Regions from separate parts of the Muntiacus reevesi genome. Here region 1 is linked to region 2. A link is a contact called in public Hi-C data. All regions are on one chromosome and are shown on one strand. Each heading gives the region's core, a stretch centred on a gene start, on an enhancer-like site or on the middle of the called end of the contact. The rest is flanking DNA. Distances are from core to core; before and after follow the strand shown. Region 1 holds the start of FBXO30 (F-box protein 30). Region 2 holds the start of SHPRH (SNF2 histone linker PHD RING helicase).

Evidence for each region. A called contact is a pair of places that touch in the nucleus more often than the background predicts.
Region 1: a contact with region 2 is called in a Hi-C map of muscle, with 6 times the contacts expected there. The contact joins the promoter of FBXO30 here to the promoter of SHPRH in region 2. A contact is called at or near these places in 2 of 3 Hi-C or Micro-C datasets (blood and muscle).

Annotation. Positions count from the first base shown.
Region 1 is chr3:176,278,988-176,285,374 of mMunRee1.1, reverse strand. It overlaps FBXO30 (F-box protein 30), which reads right to left and starts at 4,674. Exons shown (of 3, transcript XM_065931194.1): 1 at 4,498-4,674.
Region 2 is chr3:176,134,992-176,141,278 of mMunRee1.1, reverse strand. SHPRH (SNF2 histone linker PHD RING helicase) reads right to left here and starts at 4,662. Exons shown (of 30, transcript XM_065931191.1): 1 at 4,476-4,662. The coding sequence starts at 4,513.

The DNA of each region.
Region 1 (6,387 bases), core at 3,425-5,924, 140 kb before region 2:
AAGATATTGCCTTCAAAAAAGAACTATTTTTCCAAATTCATTACAATACACAGGGCAATAGATAAATAAAGAACAGCAAATTAGCATGATTTTAAAATTGCTAAATCAAGTCATCCAAATATTCAACATAACTTGCTGTCTCAAGCTGATCTTAATGCCTGCCTCTGCCTCAAAGACAGACAGACACAGATACACACACACACACACAAACACACACACACACACACTCTCTCTCTCTCTCTCTCTCCCTTTTCCCGTTGTCTCAAATCTTTATCGCTTAAATGGTCCTTTCCCACATACCCAAAGGCAAAGTATGACACAGACTCCATATATCATGTGCTCATTACACACTGCATTTTTCCTTGGTAACACTAGTCATGTCGGTCTTGCTGTTTAGTCACTAAGTCATGCCTGACTCTTTTGCGACCCCATGGACTGTAGTCCGCCACGCTCCTCTGTCCATGGGATTTCCCAGGCAAGAATTCTGGAGTGGGTTTCCATTTCCTTCTCCAGGGGATCTCCAGTGTTCCTTGTATTCAAGATTGTGCCTCAATTAGAGCCTCGTTTATTAATATGAATGAAATTATTATAATACAAGAAATAACCAAATGGATTCCAAAACAATTATTGATCCATGGAAAGCTACATACGTCATAAAAACATACTTTATAAATCTATTAGTCAACCAGATTGAGTCAAAATTAAAAATTACCTCATTGTACCTTCTAGAAAAGTCAAAAGTATTCAAATATTTACTGAGTATCTAGGGCATATGTTCCAAGCATTATATGTGGAATAAGCTAAATTGTCCATCAAAAAAAGCAAATCAAAGGGAAAAGTAAATCAAAGAAAATTAATTTCAATCTTTTGTTGTTTTAAAAAAATAATAGTAATACAAGGCACAGAAGGAAATGTTTAACTGTATATTTTCTTCAATTTTTTAATGAATCCTGCAGTCTGGTTACAGGTTACTGACTATAGAGGGATCCAATTCAAAAAGAAAAGCAGAGATCGAGGTGTCCACATGTGTGCAGGTGACTGAGTATGTAGAAGGTGAGGAAAGGAAGCTCAACAAAGCGAGTGGCATCAGTCTACTTCCTTAATATTACAATCAATATGATATTAGACCTTTGCTGACAAAGGTCAGTATAGTTAAAGCTATGGTTTTCCCAGTAGTCATGTATGGATGTGAGAGTTGGACCATAAAGAAAGCTGAGCGCCAAAGAATTGATGCTTTTGAACTGTGGTGTTGGAGAAGACTCTTGAGAGTCCCTTGGACTGCAACGAGATCAGACCAGTCCATCCTAAAGGAAATCAGTCCTGAATATTCATTGGAAGGACTGATGCTGAAGTTCCAATACTTTGGCCACCTGATGCGAAGAACTGACTCATTGGAAAAGACTCTGATGCTGGGAAAGACTGAAGGCAGGAGAAGAAGGGAATGACAAGAGAATGAGATGGTTGGACACCGACTCAATCGACAAGAGTTTGAGCAAGCTCTGGGAGTTGGTGATGGGCAGGGAAGCCTGACGTGCTGCAGTCCACGGGATTGCGAAGAGTCAGATATGACTGAGTGACTGAACTGAATGATATTAGATTAAAAAAAATTCCACTGAGACAATAAAATGTTGCTTCAATGAAAGGCTGAAATGGAACTATAGACAGACTTGCTCACTAGTTAACCAGTAAGTCTGTAACTGAAATTTCATATTTAGTAATCAGTTTTAACTCCTTCAGAGCAAGACTCATGCTTATTGCATAGTCAGAGGTGCTACTGCACAATAAATACAAACATTGCTGCTGATTTACCGGTCAGGTGCACTCAGTTTTAAAGGCCATAACAAAAATATAACTTCAATTGGATATTTTATTTCACTGGTATAAAAAAGGGGGCTGGGATGACTAGCCAAGACGGAAAAATCCATGATCATTACCAACTCCCATCTCAAACTACCTGGCCTACTGATGAGTTCAAAATGGCTAAACTTGTTACACTGCATACATTATTTTATAAAGTTTTGGTTCTGACTTTTTTTTAATAGAATGATGACCTAATTATGTGGAATTTTGTTTTCAAGTTTTTACTCTTCTAGTTATGATATAATCAAAACATAAATTTTGCATTTCTAAATATGGTCATAGGTAACTGATCCCAAAGTGAAAGTCCTAACTACTTGAAATTGTTCTCCACTAAATAAACAAAAGAAATTACTATAGACTTACATCAGAAATTAAAACAACAAATATTAATATTTAATATTCATACCAGAACCGATTTGAGTTGATACTCAGATAAAAATAATCCACCAGAATGGTGGAACTTAAGTCATTACAATGGGCAGCATGGCACAGGGGAATGGGCTTCCAGACTCAGCTTTGTGCCCGTGATGCAATTACTCTACTGTGAAAACACCCTAGTACTCTACAAAGGTTGGTTATAATTATTAGTGAGTCCAGTACAACACAAACATGTATTGCTCAGAAAAGATGTACTTCACTTTACACAACAGACACACGCACATGCACAAAACTTTATCTATATCATTTCTATATCAGGTCATTTATACTTATTAAGTTTATTAAAAACAATCATATGAGGATCTAATGCTAACATTACCCACTCTTAAAAAAAAAGACAAAACCTTTTTGGAAAAAGATTTTTATAGACTGGGTTGTAATTGAGGCATGCTTATCTTGTATTTAACTATTGAGCTACCTGTAGTGTAAAAACCACTAGTCCAAAGCCAATCTCACTTATTTCATCAAAAATAAACTTGAAATTAAATAATATTTTATAGCTTTCTGACTGAAGACTTGAATATTAATAAATTCCACAAATACCATGTCATTCCACAGCATGTGCTAACTTCTTTTAATGAAACAAGCAGTCATGGTAACTTAGTTACAAGAGTTACCAAAAAAGTCACATTTTAGTAACATAGTCTATCAAATAGTAAACACACATGAAACAAGACCTATTTTGGTGACCTTAAAACACCTCTCTAACTATATACAGTATCTCAAAATATGTATTATTTTTCTTTAATAGCATATTAGGACACTTTATTTAAAAAATAAAAATCTCCAATGCTAGCCATACAAAAGTACTGGATTGAAATTAAATACCTAGTACACTTGGAATGCATAAAAGTTTGCCTATATCGGAAACTTCAGTTCTCTGATAACACTCTCAAAACTCCACCCACTAACATTTCCAGAATCACACATACACAAAAGAGCTATATCACCGCATTAAAATACCAAATAAAAACAAATTAGCAATTTAAAAAGTTAGCAAAACATTGTTATCCCCAATTAAACTTCTGTAGTAAGAAACAGTGACTAAGCATAAAGAACATGATTCAGCGAAAACTGTAAACTGAAAACCTGAACCCTTAGGAAAACCCTCATCTTACATTTTACGCTACTCTCTTCCCTCTTGGCTGTCAACAACTCTGGAAAAGCTTAAAAAATATAAGGGAACGCAAAATCTGTTAATAGAATTTCTAGGACTTTCTAAAGAACACAAAAATGGATTGAAATGTAGCAAACAGAAATTAAAAGCTTAGAAAGCTTGCGGTTTTGTATGTAAAGTTTTGAGTTAATCTACACGGATATCAGAATGCCCATAAATAACTTCATCTTGGATCCGAGTCAACAAAATAATTATGGAATAAAAGGTCAATTCCTTCCCAAGCATCTTTTACCCAAGACTTACGACATGGCTCAGAAAGAAAAACAAGACACAGGGAGAGCGGGGAATGGAGTACTAGAACCATGATAAACAACACGCTGTTCTGGCTGTATTCTCTAAACAGACGCGTAAAAAACACGCTCAAAGGAGATTACTCTGAACTCAACGTGCACTCTATACTCCCTTCCCAGCAATGCACTTCCACGAGACAGGACACAAACAACTTGGAAATGGTCATACCCCTCAGACCTATAAAATTAGGATATTTCTCTTTAACGAGGACTGAGGCTAAGACTAAGCTTCTCTCACTTCCATGAATGGAAAAGTTACCAACTTCACTCATCCCGTGGAGACAGTCGGCGATGCCTCTCAGTATTACTTTAACCCGCCTCTTCCCAAACAAAGCAAGTTTCTAATCTGCAAAAGGGAAGAGAGGCCGGGTTTTCGAGGATCTTAGGGCTTCCTAAGTTTAACTCTGGCTTCTCCCCCACCTACCCTCACCCACAGACCCGTGAGCCCGGGTGGCACCGAGGGGTCGGCCTGCGGGGTCTCAGGCGCCATTTGCCGGCGGCCTCCAGGGCCGGCCGGGCAGCGGGCTGGGCGCGGAGGCCAAGCCGCCGCCGCCCTCTCGCCGCCGGGACCCGGCCTGGGACTCGCGGGGTCCCGGCGAGGCCGTGTTTATTCCGACCCAGGCCCGGCCGGGCCCGCCGCCCCACCGCCGCCTCCGGCTCGGACACCGCCTCTGCCCGCGGGCACAGCCCGGGCCGCGCCAGTCACCCGGGCAGTCTGCCCCAGACACTCACCGGCCGGCCCGGCCGAACCGCGGCCCAAATCCCAGCTGCCGCGGCCGCCGTGCCCAGCTGCTCCCCGCTGTCCCGGCGCCGCTCCGCGCCCCACACCCCCGTGCAACCCGCCTCCTGCTCGCCCCTCTGCCCCGCCGGGCCGCCGCCTTTTCTCCCCTTCTCCTCCTCCTCCTCGGCCTCCTCTCCCGGCGCCGGTCCTCTCCGCGCGCCCCGCCCCGCCCCGCTCCTCTCGGCTGTGCCCCGCCCACCCGGCCGAGACTCGGGATCTGAGGCAAGTCGGTCGCAGACGCGCGCGCCGAACCAGCCGGGGGCGCGCACGCTGAGCTCAGCGGGGACGCGCACGCTGAGCTCCTACCGTCACTCGCCCGCCTCCCCGGAAGGGACGTGGCAAGAGGGTGTGGTCTGGAGTCAGAGGTCTCTGGGTTCCGCGCGTTGCGCTTAGGGGGTTCCCGCTGGACTCCACGTGACTTTTGCCCCGCAAGTCTACCAAATCCTGTTCGATATTAGTAGCTTGTATTCCTGAAAGGAATCCTAGACACGCAGTTTTGGAATTCAGGAAACAGACCCAAATAGAGTGACTACTTTAATTGTAGGATAAGCAAGCCAAATCCCTTAATTCTGGGTGCAGCAGTGTTCCCCTTAGGTCATATTTAGGGAAAAAATGGAGCAGTTGTCACTGAATCTTTGATGATCAGGCCTTCCTGCCGGCTGATCCAGTGTGCCCTAGTCTTGTGTGACATAGTGTCCAGTTCAGTTCAGTCGCTCAGTCGTATCCGACTGTGACCCTGTGAACTACAGCACGCAAGGCTTCCCTGTCCATCACTAACCCCCGGAGTTTACTCAAACTAATATCCATTGAGTCGGTGATGCGATCCAACCATCTCATCCCCTGTCGTCCCCTTCTCCTCCTGCCTTCAATCTTTCCCACCATCAAGGTCTTTTCAAATGTCAGTTATTCACATCAGGTGGCTAAAGTATTGTAACTTCAGCTTCAGCATCAGTCCTTCCAATGAATATTCAGGGTTTGATTTCCTTTAGGATGAACTGGTTGGATCTTCTTGCAGTCCAAGGGACTCTTAAGAGTTTTCTCCAACCCCACAGTTCAAAAGCATCAATTCTTAGGCACTTAGCTGTCTGTATAGTGCAACTCTCACATCCATACATGACTACTGGGAAAGCCATAGCTTTGACTAGATGGACCTTTGTTGACAAAGTAATGTATTTGCTTTTTAATATGCTGTCTAGGTCGGCCATAGCTTTTCTTCTGAGGAGCAAGCTTTTAATTTCATGGCTGCAGTCACCATCTGCAGTGATTTTGGAGCCCAAGAAATTAAAGTCTCTCACTTTTTCCATTGTTTCCCCATCTATTTGCCATGAAGTGATAGGACCGGATGCCATGATCTTAATTCTTGAAATGTTGAGTTTTAAGCCAGCTTTTTCACTCTCCTGTTTCACTTTCATCAAGAGGCCCTTTAGTTTCTCTTTGTTTTCTGCCATAAGGGTGGTGTCATCTGCATATCTGAGGTTGTTGATATTTCTTCTGGCGATCTTGATTCCCGCTTGTACTACATCCAGCCCAGCATTTCACATGATGTAATCTGCATATAGGGTGAATAAGAAGGATGATAATATACAGCCTTGACGTACTCCTTTCCCAATTTGGAACCAGTCCATTGTTCCAAGTCTGGTTCTAACTGTTGTCTCTTGACCTGCATACAGATTTCTCAGGAGGCAGGTAAGGTGGTCTGGTACTCCCATTTCTTGAAGAATTTTCCACAGGTTGTTGTGATCCACACAGTCAAAGGCTTTGGCATAGTCAATAAAGTAAAAATAGTTGTTTCTCTGGAATTCTCTTTCTTTTTCTATGATCCAGCAGATATTGGCAATTTG
Region 2 (6,287 bases), core at 3,413-5,912:
AAGGATGCCGACAGCTGCGTCTAACTTTAAGAGGTAGTATTTAAGTTAAAAACAAAAAGATTTAAACTCAGCTCTTCATTCTCCCGAGCCATAATTCAAGTGCTCAAAAACTCTATGTGACCAGAAGCTACCGTATTGGACTGACAATAATCGAACATTTTCATAATAGCAACATGTCTATCAAAAACTGCTGTTCTAAGTCAATCACGAGAATTCCATTCCCTTAATCAGTGCTTGGTTTATGAATATGGAGGTGGCGGTCTACAATCAACCTCTGACTATAGTTAACTACTTTTCAAGCATCTTGTCTCCTCTATTACTTTGAATAAGAGATCAGAATAATACAGAAAGTCCCTAATACCCTAAGTGCTTGTCTGTGTCCAGTTCTCCTCAGAGCACAGGTTGGAATACTGGAATCAAGTCAGTCTTCTATACCAGTTTATCAGTTAGCCACCATCATAAATATGCTGTATAACATATCACCCAAAGCTCTGCCTGGAGACAGCAATCATTTATTCTCACCGATCTGCAGATTAGTTTAGGATTGGCTGATATAGTCTAGGTTTCAGGAAAAGTCGCTTGGCTCTCCTAAATATAGTCATCTTTCTCCTCATACCAGCAAAAAAACCCAAAAATGTTATTATGACAGTGACTGAGGAATGAGTACAAATCCAATCACACAAGTACTTTTTGGCTTTTGGTTAGGGTAAAAACATTAAGGTTCCATGGGCAAAGCAAGGTCTCACAGATGGATTCAAAGTCAAATGGTGGGGACATATGGGGAGGGAACTGGGTCAGTTACACAATCTATCTCACTAACCACCATAATATCAGTAACATGGTGATGATGGAATCATTAACTCTAATGGCCCCCAAAGCAATTGGCTACAGAATCTCACATCTGGCAAAGCAATGTGGCTTATATGAGAGTGTGAGTTTTGGGGTCCTAAATTCTAATTCTAGCTTTGGCACTTAGAAATTATCTAGCTTCTGTGTGTATGTACAATAGCACAGCAACTGAAGTTTAGCATATATTCAGTAAGCAGCAGTTGCTATTGTCATCACCCTGAGAACACTATAAACTACACTTTACAATAACCAAACTTTAAAGTGGCAGGATGGGGAACTACAGATCAGTGTGTTTCAAACTTGACTGAACGCTAGAACCATCTGGGGGAAATTTTCAAAATCCTGATGCCCTGGTACTAGTCCAGCCAATTAAAATATCATCTCTGGGGCAGGGCCCAGGCACCACCTCCATTATTTTTTCAGGTTCCCTTGGTGATTCTTCCCTGCTGGCTCAGACAGTAGAGTCTACCTGCAATGCAGGAGACCTGGGTTCAATCCCTGAGCTGGGAAGATTCCCTGGAGAAGGGGATGGCAACCCACTCCAGTAGTCTTGCCTGGAGAATTCCACGGACAGAGGAGCCTGGCAGGCTACAGTCCACGGGTTCACAAAGATTTAGACACAACTGAGCAACTAACACTTTCACTCTCACTTGGTGATTCTAGCAGGCAGCCAAGCGTAAAAAACCTTGTTATGGATAGCTAGCTGCCTACAGAAATCCATTTCTTTCCTGGCAAAGTACAGCATAGATGGGAAATGTGTGCTCAACTGGTGGGGCATCAGTAGTAGTCCATGACCAGTCTGAGGCCATCAATTGTGAACAGAGGTTAATATGTGCCCTTTCTATTACAAGTCTTGTAATAGACATATTACTGAACCAGAACACTTCCCTTTCACTCTCTGTTCTTTTCTCTGGTAACACTCATCCTCATGCAGTATCTTCTAAACTATATATACCACTATAATCTGCACATTCACTCAGATGTTTGCTTTCAACTTGATTCTTCCAATGTCACAGTATTATCAAAGTATTTATCAATTACAATGATAAGTTCAAGAAAAATAAATACCAGGGTTTCTAGCAGGCTCTCCTTTCATTCTCTACTGGGCAAACATTCATGATCTGCCTTCCCTCTGCCCCACCACCCTGTTTTGGTTAACTCTTTTTTGCTTAAAGGAGATTTTTATCTAGGGATAATTCTTGAACCAAAGAAGATTAAATTATTTGATCAAAGCTACTCAAAACCATGTTAACTGGGAGCTAATAAGTCCTAGTAAAATTCCATATATCTCTAATCATGTTCCAATTCTAAATCCTTCTCCTTATTTTCCTCATACCAGATGAATCTTCTTCCCTTCTTCCCCCACTTAAATACCAGTGTTTGGGTATAACATGATTATATATCACAGTTTCCTACATGGACCACATTTTGACTCTCATTCCTCTAAATGCCTTTTGCTTGAAATGCCCTTTCATGCTTTTCCGCCTGTCGATATCCTGATCTCCCACAAAATGTTCCACGACCAGGTATGCTGAATTAAAGGCCTCTCCTTCTTGATTCCCACTGTTACAGTGTTCTCAGCTGTTTGACTTTGAACTACTTGAAAGCCAGGCAGGAACAGAACCCTATTCAGCACTGTACTCCCAACGCCAGGTCAGGGCCAGGATGGAAATGATATACAAAGTAATGTGAAACAAAGATCTCTAACTCTGTGAATATTCTCTCTCTTCTCAAGGACCCAGAAGTACTTTTACTCAAATTTCTTTTTGGGCCAATCTCATTCAACCACGTTCAAAAAGACTACAGGTAGGGTGAAACTACTCCTTACAATTTCTGGCCCAGAGTGAAACAGAAAACTGATTCTGTCTTTAACAGAAAACAAAGATAGACTGCTAGAAAAATAAATATAAAATGTTGTTACTAAGACAACAGATGAATATCAATTAAACTTATTCAGATTTTTCCCCTCCAAATTACTATCTCCTCATTAAAAGATAATTGCCAATACTGAATGATATAGAACAAACCCATGGTAGGTCCTGATTTAGGCTATCCAGGAAAACAGAGTATATACATTTGAGATATCAGGCTGTAAGGTAAGCCTTATGCAAGTGAAACTCAATCATTACTGATGACTGAGAAGTTCTCAATGACCTAACATTACAACTTTTTTCTTAGTGATAACCCCAGCAGGTTGAGAGTATTTTCCTCTGCAGAACTCTAAAACCAGTCACAGATACTTATAAAAGGCCTTGCTTTTTCACCAGCAGATTCTATTACCCCAAATCTTTCTAGCCTGAACTCTTAATAAAATAACAGATTTAATAATCCTGTAAGTACAGTTCTTTAGGCCGGACAAGAGGAGGAGATATATATATATATATATATATATATATATAGCATCTTTCAAAATCATTTTATTCTCCACTGACAGCTTATTGGCTAAGTGGATTTTGTAAACTCCAGAAGTGCCATGTTTTGCAATACAGAACATTTATCCCCCTACTGCTCACTACTATCTTGCTTCCAGCATGATTTCTCATCATAAACCAACTAGCCTTTCTGGTGATGGTACAGGTATCATGGAACATTTCGATTCATGGGAGTTTCATCATTCTTGCTATCACCCAACAGAATAATTGAAAGTAGCTGTAATAACTCTAAAATTATTTTTTGCTTATTAAAGTCAAAAGTTAATTCAAACAGAAGTAGTGAAACTCGTTCAGTCGTGTCCGACTCTTTGAGACCACATGGACTATATATATAGTCCATGGAATCCCCCAAGCCAGAATACTGGAGTGGGTAGCCTGTTCCCTTTTCCAGGGGATCTTCCCAGCCCAGGGATCGAATCCAGGTCTTCCACATTGCAGGCGGAAAAAGGAAAACACCAAACATCTAGGGTTTTTACTTCATGGCCCTTAGAAAAAAGGTACAAAGTCACTATTTACTAATCCTCTTTATCTGACAGTGACCGCTAACCATCAGAAAACATATCCTGGTTCAGAAAAGTAGAAACTATCACAGAGTCAAAAGGCACAAAATGCAAGGCTGGTTTTGAATGCGAATGTATTTAACCTGGTTCCTGAGGTACCTGAGAACTTTAACTCAGAGGCCCCGGCCTCCCCTTTACTACATTTACAATCCCGCACACCAATAAGCTAGGCAGCTGCCCAGTTCCAGTCTCCAGGGGCATATCTGCGGAGAATGGTGATACCCACTCAGTTTTCTTCCGAAAGACTCAAAAGCGGTTTGAGGAGTCTGAGCAAGGCTGTCAGCGCCGATCGCTCCCAGCAGGCCGGGCAAACAAGCTGCCCGGAGGCAGAGGAGCGAGATCAAGGACCCTAGGACGCTCGAACGAGACACCGTAGGCCCCAGTCCGCGGGGGGGAAAGCAAGCCTCCCTCCCGCGGCTCCTCTTCGTCCCGGGCAAGCCGCGGCGGTCCCCCGGCCCGCACGTCTGGGATGGGGAAGGGTCGCGGAAACTCGCGCTGCAGCTCCCCGTCAGTCTTTTAGTTTCCCAGGCTCCAAAACAACGGAGTCGTCCCTCCCTGAGACCGCTGTCTGCGTACAGAAACGCCTTCCGCCCCCGACCTCTGACCCCTGACCCTCTATCACCCAAGCGCCTACCTAGACTGTTTCTCCAAGCCCCTAGAGCCTCTCTGCATCAAGGCCCAGGGCCCTCTGATGCCCCTGCAGGTCCCGGGCACGCATTCGCTATTCACCGAACATCGGCCTGAGGTGGGCACGCGCGCTTTATGCTGGTTTGTGTTGGGGTTCCCGAGGGGCCCAGAAACCACAGCGCCTAGATGCCGGGCGCGCGCTGGAGCGTGGGGTCAAGGTGAACGCGCACGTCGGGACGCCCCGCCCCCTTTCTCCGACCCTAGCTTCATGAGTCTCTTCTGCGCAAGTCCACTCTCGAAGGATACCGTTAGAGTCTCGCGATAGCTACACTGAGCCATTAGAGAATACATGATAGGCTGAACGTCAAAGGAGGAGGTGGCGCTCTAAGCGGATTTAGAAGTGGGCGGGGCTGCTGGCTGAAGGTTACGGGTCACTCTTGAAACAGATGTTAAGAGCTGTGACTTTAGTAAAAAGACGAGAATTCTGCAGGTACACCTTGTAAATTGTTTCTAGAAAGCAGCCACTAATTAGTTACGGTTGAAGTTCATCTCACTCAGAAGTTACTTTAAAAGACTCTCCAGGGAGATGTGAGTAAATATTTTAAGATGAGGAAAAAGCTACAGTATTGTGACGAAGCTGGGCTTCCAATATCTTAAGCTTTTGTTTTTTTTTTTCCTTTTCTTCACTGAGCGGTAGCCTTTTCTCTTGGGTAACTCCGAAATAGCTGAGCGGCTTCAGAACCAAGAGCCTGGAAAATAACGGCTTAGAGAGTAAAGAATGTGAGTGCAATGCGGGAGACCCCAGTTCGATCCCTGGGTCGGCAAGATCCCCAGGAGAAGGAAATGGCAACCCACTCGAGTATTCTTGCCTGGATAATCCCATGGACGCAGGAGCCTGGTGGGCTACAGTCCATGGAGTCCCAGAGAGTCGGACTCTGTTAAGCGACTAGCACTTTCAGACCTGGGGCCCTCGATGACTGAGTACCTAATGAGGGCTTAGAATTATGCTGCGGAAGGGAGTCTTGGCCTGTGTGATCACAGAAGCACAAAAATAAGTTCTTGCTTATAGGAGGATCCGTTAGCTGTGGAGACAGTCCAGAGTGGTCGATATTCTTAGTACCGAACTTCATGACAAACCTCTAAGAGAAGCTATTTCCGTAAACAAAACCACTTAGAATTCAGTGGAAATCAGTGACCTTATCCAGAGTTTCCGGAGGCCAGCTAAAAAAGTAGCTCTAGTGTTAGAAGAGTAGGCAAGCAGAATCCCACTTCATTGGAGAACTGATCTTTTTATTAAGTGCAGGATAAAATGCAGCCTTTCTTTTGGAACTGTAATTTGAAACTCCATACTTAAATATATATGGTGCTGCGACAGGTGATCTTTGATAGTTTTATATCACATTTCACCAGCGAGCAGAAAATCAAGCTTATAATTTTACCAAGTCCTGCTGGTGCCAGGCAGAGATATTTTAAAATAACCCAGCTTCATTTTATTTTTGTTCAAAGTTATCGAGTAATTAATCTCTATAGATATTATTGTTAACCTGTACAAAAATAGTAAACTAGGAATCCAGTTATATATCTAGAGATGTAATTTCATCTTTCTCATGTAATACAGAGAGAATTCTAATACAGTAGCATATACTTACAATTAAGATTTTAACAGTTTTTACAATAATATATATGTTCAGTCCTATATTTTCAAAGTATAGCCTTTGAATAGTTTTCTATGGAGTAATGTGTTTTTCAATATAGAATCACCAGAGCTAATTTCAGAAAACGTGACTCATTTTTGCACCTAGCATTCTGGAAGCTCCCA